Regions from separate parts of the Mus musculus genome. Here all the other regions are linked to region 2. The links are chromatin contacts, called in public HiCAR-type and HiChIP or PLAC-seq maps. All regions are on one chromosome and are shown on one strand. The core of a region is the stretch at or near the end of the contact, and the rest is flanking DNA. Distances in the headings are between cores, read along the strand shown.

What was found. HiCAR-type assays count read pairs that join an accessible place to other places. HiChIP or PLAC-seq counts read pairs in DNA pulled down with a chosen protein or histone mark.
Region 1: a contact with region 2 is called in an H3K27ac HiChIP or PLAC-seq map of embryonic stem cells, with 5 times the contacts expected there. The contact joins the enhancer-like site here to the promoter of Rwdd3 in region 2. A contact is called at or near these places in 5 of 39 promoter capture datasets (the C10 cell line, the HPC-7 cell line, cranial neural crest and 1 more) and 3 of 115 datasets of contacts at active chromatin or transcription factors (T-cell acute lymphoblastic leukemia, embryonic stem cells and large pre-B cells).
Region 3: a HiCAR-type map of astrocytes shows a contact between it and region 2, with 2.1 times the contacts expected there. The contact joins the enhancer-like site here to the promoter of Rwdd3 in region 2. A contact is called at or near these places in 1 of 39 promoter capture datasets (the C10 cell line), 1 of 15 datasets of contacts at CTCF or cohesin (large pre-B cells), 1 of 484 Hi-C or Micro-C datasets (uterus) and 4 of 115 datasets of contacts at active chromatin or transcription factors (astrocytes, fetal liver, large pre-B cells and 1 more).

What each region holds. Positions count from the first base shown.
Region 1 is chr3:121,792,989-121,795,688 of GRCm38.p6, reverse strand. The region is part of intron 2 of Abcd3 (ATP-binding cassette, sub-family D (ALD), member 3); the gene reads left to right. Among named protein-coding and RNA genes, the nearest start is that of Abcd3, 21 kb to the left of the region's middle. Within about 2 kb of position 1,273, at least 14 of the 459 cell types and tissues checked have an H3K27ac peak or open chromatin away from gene starts, as enhancers often do. A contact at or near this core is called in embryonic stem cells, where this site is marked.
Region 2 is chr3:121,170,314-121,173,057 of GRCm38.p6, reverse strand. It overlaps Rwdd3 (RWD domain containing 3), which reads left to right and starts at 1,363. Exons shown (of 5, transcript NM_028456.3): 1 at 1,363-1,466. The coding sequence starts at 1,382.
Region 3 is chr3:121,699,138-121,701,837 of GRCm38.p6, reverse strand. No RefSeq gene overlaps it. Among named protein-coding and RNA genes, the nearest start is that of F3, 23 kb to the left of the region's middle. Within about 2 kb of position 1,262, at least 90 of the 459 cell types and tissues checked have an H3K27ac peak or open chromatin away from gene starts, as enhancers often do. A contact at or near this core is called in astrocytes and neural tube, where this site is marked.

The sequences.
Region 1 (2,700 bases), core at 24-2,523, 620 kb before region 2:
AATTAAGGAATGATGTTCCCCTTAAAGCCAGACAGAAAAGATCAACAATAAAAGGAACAACAACTTAAAAAGAATTATTTTTAAATTCACACCACCCCCCCCCCCCAAGCTCATGCCTAGTAGCATTCACTCCTTGTTACCCCTGGCAACTGCTCATTTACTGTTTGTCTATTGATTTGCCTGCTCTGGGGCATTTAATGTTAATGCGATCATTCAGTACGTGTGGTCCTGCAGGCCTTTCACTTAACATGATGTTTTCAGGTTTCTTCATATTGTTACTATACTATTTTATGCTGAGTAGTATTGTGTTGTGTGGGTTATATCACCAGGTAAGGGATTTTTACATTAACATAAACATGAAGCTTATGAGTAGTGCAGCTGTGGTCTATAACAGGATGGAATTTGGGGTTATGCAGTAACTAAGTTGACATTCTTTTCAAATAAATGGCATTTATCCCTGTGTCAGTTTATTGGCTTTAATATCTGTACTATTAGTATGGTTTTGAATGTAATTCTTATACCTAGTATGTATTACTATATAGGCTATTATATAAAGTTTAATTTGCTTTCCTTTTCTTCCTTAAAATTATTTCTAGAATTGACTAATAAGCATCAAAGTGATTATTACCCTGTTACATCCTTTAAGCCCCACCCGCTTCTCTCTATCTTGGTCTGTCTGTCTGTCTCTTTGTCCACTCTGACTATCAAATTGTAGCAAAATTTATTTCTCCATTAAGGCCACTCCCCCCACCCCTTGTTTTTTATTTGAGACAAGGTTTCACTTTGTAGCCTTGGCTGGCCTGGCTGGCATTGAACTCACAGAGGTCTGTCTACCTCTGCCTCCTGGGTGTGGGTTTAGAGGCAGGCACCACCATGCCTGACCTACTAGTAATATTTTAAGAGAGGGACGGAGTTGGGACAACTTGAGGGAGATGGTTCTCTTTTTCACCCCATGGTTGACTAGGGGTCTGGAAAGGGCTGGGAAGGATGTGTTCTGGGGTAGCTTGTAGTTTTTGGGTTTCTCTTTTCTACTCTCCCAGTCTAAGGATAGTAAAGGAGATATTCCCACCAAAAGCTATAGATGCCACTTTCTCCTTATCTTTGTAGAAGGTTGTAGATTTATTTGAAAATAAATCTCTAAGGGAGGAGCCACTATCTTATCTCAAACTCTGTCCTGACAACAGATTCATGACCTCTCTAGTCCTTTAGCCCAGTGCTTTGTAGGCACCTCTGCCTTTTGTCATTCGTTTTCTTTCTCAGGTCTTGATGCTAAGTGTGCACTCCATTGTCCTCAGCACTGGGTGTGTGCACTCAGACTTGCTGTTCTTTGTGCTTTAATCCCTCTACTTTGTCACATTTCAGTGTGGAGATCTTTCTGTGTCTCACTGCCCAAATTACTCTTTTTCTCATGACTCTGGCTAGTCGATCTGTAATTACTTCTTCATTTACTTTTGTCTGTGTTCCTCTTATTAGAAATGGATTGAATATAGTAAGGAGCTTAGGAATTTATGAGTTAGAATCTGCAGATTGTTGTATATTGAAAACATTAAGTGATAAATCTAGTAACCCAGAAGGCAGGCAGGCAGGCTGGCTGACTCTCTCTCTCTCTCTCTCTCTCTCTCTCTCTCCTTCTCCCTCCCTCCCTCCTTCTCCCTCCCTCCCTCCCTCCCTCCCTCCCTCCCTCCCTCCCTCCCTCCCTCCCTCTCTCCCTTTCTTTCCTCCCTCCCTCCCTCCCTCCCTCCCTCCCTCCCTCCCTCCCTTTTTGTTTTTTTCTAGACAGGGCTTCTCTGTGTAGCCCCAGCTGTCCTGGAACTCTCTGTAGACTACGCTGGCCTAAAATTCAAGAGATCCACCTGCCTCTACCTCCAGAGTGCTGGGATTAAAGGTGTGAGCTACCACTGCCCAGCAGACATTTCTTAAAATTAGGGAAAGTCACGTTTAAGATTTTTTTTTAAAGTTTCTATTTATTAAGAAGAGTCTGGGGCATGGCAGTGGTGGTGGTGCATGAAGCCTTTGGTTCAACCCTGTCACTGCAGAAGATAAACTAAGCAGTAGCTACTTGGTCACTTCTCACTCTGCGCTTCTCAGAGCTTCGGCTGCGCTTTTCCCTTGAGTACTTACACTCTTCTCTCAGAGAGCACACCTCCTCTCTCTTTCTCCTGTTAGGTAATTCTGTCTTCTTGGAATCTGAATACGGAGAGCTGCTCAAGTGTGTGCTATAAATCCAGCTGTCCATCTTAATGGTTGTCTGCAGTGACAGGAAGTGTGGCCCCGTGACCACTGTGCGTCTGTCGCAGTTCCCTTAGATGTGATTCTATAATCACTGTTGCAGCTATCTTAAACTCGGCTCTTTATTTATTTTTTTTTCTTAAAGATTTATTTATTTATTTTATGTTTATGAGTATACTTTAGCTGTCTTCAGACACACCAGAAGAGGGCGTCAGATCTCATTACAGATGGCTGTGAGCCACCATATGGCTGCTGGGATTTGAATTTAGGACCTCTGGAAGATCAGTCAGTGCTCTTTTTTTTTAAAGATTTATTTATTTATTATATGTAAGTACACTGTAGCTGTCTTCAGACACTCCAGAAGAGGGAGTCAGATCTCGTTACGGATGGTTGTGAGCCACCATGTGGTTGCTGGGATTTGAACTCTGGACCTTTGGAAGAGCAGTCGGGTGCTCTTACCCACTGAGCCAT
Region 2 (2,744 bases), core at 114-2,613:
ACAGTTAATTATGAACCCACTGAACTTGCTTGAACTGCTATTTTGGAAATAACTCAAAGGAACTATTTTTTTTTTCTTTCTTCTAATACAAATTGGTTACATTATAGATAATCATGTGTTTAAATAAACCTTTATCTTTCTAATTATTTGCACAGCACGGTTCCTAATTGCCTGGGGTCACTGAAATCTCAGGGCATCCCTGGAAAAGCTTTTCTTGTCTATCTCATCAGATTTCCTTTCTCTTCTTGGAAGCCAATTTCTCTTCCTTTTTTCAAATTGCCCTTTTAGCAATAGAAATGATGATTGGGATAGTAACGTGGCCCAGTTAAAATTATTCTGACTTGTAGAAGTCAGTGAAAGGAGTCACTGAAGACCTACTTAAATTCTTTGATGAACTCACAGAATGTTATTTCTGATACAAACCAGTGGCATGAGACCTCCCCGAGTGAGCCAAAGGACTCTTGGGAGCTGCAGAATTAAAAATTTTTATTTTGGGGGCGGGGGGAGTCAAATGCACCTAGACAGAACTACTTACCACAAATTAATTTTGCTTACTAAAGTCGAGGTTGAAACAGATGCATCACTCATTCTGTTATCCTATTGTTACTGCGAGTGTTTTGAAATTTAGGTCAAGATTCAAAGATGGTGATTTCACCATTAAGCTTCAGGGATCAGAGAGGTAATAGACACATTATGTTATATGCATCGAATATCACCTGAACCGAACCAAACCGAACCAAATCAAATCAACTCAAATCAAATCACTGTAAAGCTAGTTTTTGGCTTTGGACCCCATCTCTAAGGAGTCTCATCTCAGTCTTCCCTCTTCTTCATCTTGGACTGGAAAGAGGCCCTGGAATCTAGACCTTGTGTGTAATCCCGAGGCTAGTGACCAACCAGGTCAGTATCCTGGAGGTCATTATCGTTCTCTTTTCTGAAATATCCTGACCACGAGGGTCACTGACCCTCATGAGGACATGGAATTTGTGTTTTGCTCACTGTGGGATCTCAGGACACAAAGTTCAAAAGCCTGACAAGGGCTCGTTCGCCTTGTTTGGCTTTTCTTGTTTGTTTAGGTTTTTTTTACTCTCTCCATTTCCTCCTAGCCTGGTGAAGCACGGTGGGTTCACAGCCTGGTTGTTCTTGTAGGGGACTTTGGGGCTTTACAGGTCTCTCTCTGATCCAGAAAACCACAGAGGCCAAAACTCAGAAGGTTCTGGGCGGACACATGCCACGCCCATAAACACGCCCATCTCCCCGCCCCCCGCCCGGCGCCATCCGCAGCCGACCTGGCTGTGAGGCCGGGGCGCCCCCCAGTGACCGTAGGGGAGCTTTGCTCCGGGAGGCGGCGGAAGTGGCTTTGGGTTCTGGTCGCACGGATATGGTGGAGGAGGTGCGGCAGGAGCTCTCGGCGCTGGCCGCGATCTTCTGCGGGCCCAACGAGTGGGAGATGTTGAGCTGTTCAGGTGAATACCCTGCCTCTCACCCTGCGGCCACTGCGGGGAGTCGGGGACCCGGTGTCTTGTGGCCCTGGACAGGAGTAGGAGGGGACTGGGGGGTGGGGTTGGCCTGCGCTTGCAGTGCCCTCCCCTGAGCTCGCCCTCTCCGCCCCCCTACCCCGTGCTCTCCCGCAACTAGACGGTGCGCAGTGCCCTCCTCGTGAAACCCAGCTCCTCCAAATAGTCGGCATCCACCATAAGCATTTGTGTATCACGTCCCTGACAACAGGACGCTGTAGTTGGTTGTCAGCCACGTGGAAGGCAGTCAGGAAATGCTTGTTAAGGTTTGAACTCTCCAGAGTTAATTGCCTTTGACTTTATTATTAATTTTTTTTGTTGTTTTACTTAAAAATATTTTTATTTTTACGTTTTCCAGGCTGCTGAAAAATGGCAGCCGATTCCAGACTTCTGCTGGACGCAGCATGGAGACCTTCTCTTCTAACCCAGGCAGGGCACCGACCCTCTGAGAGTTTATAGTCTGTAAAGCTATTACTATTGTTGTTATTATTAATTGTTTTAAAAAGCTAAAATTTCATTCTTGTCTTGGCTTCCGTTAAGGAACCCAGACGCTCCACTCACACACTTTTAAATTTTTTTTTGGCGTATGTATGAGTGTTTTGCATGCCTGTATAGACCTGTATGCTGAGTGTGCCTGGGAGGCCTGAATAGGACGTTCAGGGGCTAGGAGTTACCGAGGGTTTGAGAGCCTTGCCTTAAAGGTGCTGAGAACTGAACCCAGGGAATAGTCAGTGCTCTTAACCACTGAGTGCCCCCAATTTCCCCCTTTTGGGAAAATGTGCTGATGCAAATTATTCTCACCCTCGCTGAGCTGTCAAATATGTCATGTACATTTTGAGGTCAGTGAGAGCCATCCCTCTACTGTTACAATGTAACTACGATTGTAATGGCTTTTCTGACCATAAATTGGCTTAGCTCTAGGAAGACAGTGTGAGATGTGCTAGACCTAAGGAAGCTATATCTATGATTAGGAGGGCTTTGGGTTTCCATAAGATAAGTCAGTGACCCCTTTCTCCTATGCCTTCTTGCATGCACACATCTACAGATCTTTGTGGTGATTTGACGTTTCAGGCCATGTGAACTTTCTAGAAAAATGGAGTTGCTCTCTTCTTAAGTGCCTAGACCTGTCTTGTATATTTTTGAAACTTCCTTAAGACCCCTATGAAAGGATTTATTGTAGGGATTTGCCACCCTCTTGTGATTGGGTAGCATCCTGATCGGTTAGCA
Region 3 (2,700 bases), core at 13-2,512, 530 kb before region 2:
GTCACATAAAAATACAAGAAGTATAGAAGGGGGAGGAAGAGGAGGAGGAGGAAGAGGAGGAAGAAGAAGAGAAGAGAAAGAGAAGCAGCTCTTTTGAATTCTGACTAGCAGGACAAAATAAAACTCTATAGACTTTGATTTTTGCACAGCTGTCTACTAGTATTAGAACCAAGAAAAGCCGGCCAGCGAGATGTCACAGTGTGCCAAACCTGATGACCCGAGTTTTATCTTGAGGACCCCCATAGTCGGAGAGAACTGATTCCTGCAAGATCTCCTCTGACTTTCACACATTCTTCAGTGCTACGTATATCCCTCCAATAAATGTAATTTAAAACGTTATAAAGGAGAAATGTCTCAGCAAATAACCCTGAGTGTTCAGTGGCAGTTCCAGCTAATGGGGCATCAGTCACGGATGGAAGTAAGTCTGTTTCTGTATGGAAGCTGGCAGGAGTGTCTGTGCCATGCTTGCTGGAGGGCAGCAAGCCCAGGGCCAGAGCCACTGACCCAGACATCTCTACCTGGGGCGTTCCCTCTATCTTCCATGAATAGCCGAATGCTTTATGGCTCATTTAGGGTTCTTTCTGTATAGAATTCACTGGAAGTTGATTCCCTCTTTTGTTTCATTTTTAGAAAAATTCTCTTACGGAAAACCCGCCTTGTGAGTCAATTTTAAGACAAGCGGGCAGATCTGACTGGCTGTTTCATTCCACCTGGAAAAGCATTTGAGGCTGCTCTCTGTGGAAACTGTATTCTCTTAAAACCTCAAGGGCTCACTTCTTCCCCTCTTTTTATGGAAAAACCACCATCTGTGGAGGCCCCGTTGTGATGTACTTTCAACCTGCAAAAGCCGCTGGGATCCAGACAGTGGAATGCTTTAAGAGAGCAAAATGGACCACATGGCAAGGGGTGCATTTCAGAAATTCCTACCACACAGGTCACTGTGGGTACCATCATGATCAGGGATGCTATGGTTCATCCTTCATGTCCAGTGCCAAGAGGCTCAGGAGCCTAGTTCCTGTTGCTGTGGTCTGCTACTTAAAAAGAAAAAGATCGCATGCTCTCCCTGCCAAGCATGAAACAGAAGCCCAGTTGTGTGGCTCCTGTTTTTGTACCGGAATAATCTACTTCATGAAAAGAGTGAGCAGGAGCCCAGAAATGCAGTTCCCATCCCCCACTCAACTTCACATCTGACTGTTCTCCTTTCATGCTATAGATGGTTCCCTGCAGAGGCGTGTCCCCAGTTTACCTCGAGTAGACCCCCTCTTTGAGTAAGGCATCCAAACTATCCTAGGAACAGGAGTTCTGATTGGCAAGATGGCATTCTTCCCTAGCGAGAAGGGGAGCTTGTTGTTCGCACTGATGAATTAATACTGTTGCTAAGCAACCATTTCTTACAGCAGCCCAGCTCCAGCAAGATGATAAAGAGCGAGGCCACTGATTTCCCAGACTCTGTTCATTACCCAGCTCACGGCTTTGTCTGAACAGATGTCGATATATAAAAGTGTCCCCAGATATACCATCGTGGTAATGGTGTATTTCAGGACAAAATGAAGAAAATAACAATGGCCTTAAAGCAGGCTGAGTTCACTTCTTGTAGCTCTAGTAAGTTGTTCAAGAGGGCAAATGGGTGGGAGGGGGGGCACATCCTATAAAGCATAGTTTCATTCCATTGAAGTTGTGTGACAATCCTGGACAGTAGGTTAGCATCATTACAGATATCAGACACAAAACTCAGAGAGGGGAGGTAGTGACTGGGTCAAAATCAGACAGAAAGTAAGTAGCTTGGTCAAGTCTAGGATCCTGGCACGGCGTGGTGTAAATCATCCAACCTCCCTTCCCACTGTGGAAGCTGACAGATTTCTGCCCTATAAAGGAAGTGAGCTGACCAGCTACATAGACAACAGCGTCTACGACTAACTAAATATTTGCTAATTTAAAAATCCAACTGAATTGCTCACCAGGTAATCATGACTTGATTTTTTTCCTGGACAAAGTAGCTTAATATGAATGGTATGCTCTTGTAGTGCTTACGGATATGCTGAGCCTGCCTGGCCCGACACAGAAAGGATGGAGAAAGAATGAAGTCATATCTTCCTAGGAGTTTGAGAAAACTACATGCTCTTGACTCCTCTAACCCCCCCCCCCCGAACCTCCAGGTCCATCAGACAGTGGTCCACAGGCCCCGTAGGTACCTCCTTTGCTGCCTAGAAACTACTTCCCATCCTCAAAGATGCTGCCAGCAGTGTTTCTTTGCAGTTATCCACTGTTCCCCTCTCAGAGCACCCCTTATGGTGTGGAGCAGCCCACTCAGATCTTCATTTATTGGTAGAAGCTCTGGGGGTAGAGAGTCGTTAGGGAGAAACTTCTTAAGGTGTTGGGAGGTAGTTTCCTGAGTGCAGCCATCTCAGGGACAAGTTCCACCTTGTTGACAGGATCAAAGCTGAGTCCATGTTCCCAGACCCTGGAACCCAACTCCTACCCTGCTTGTTCTGTTATCCCTAACTAAGGCAAGCAAGCCATATATGTGCTGCCTGTCTAGACTTAATTGACCACAGGCAGCTTGCCCACTCCTTTGTCCCTTTATCATTCTAAATTCCAGGTCAGAGTCCAGGAGGGGACCTGACTGCAAAGCTGACTCAAGGACCCTAAAACTGGTCTGGTCACTCATGTTAACTTCCTTGTTTAACACCTTATGTCAAA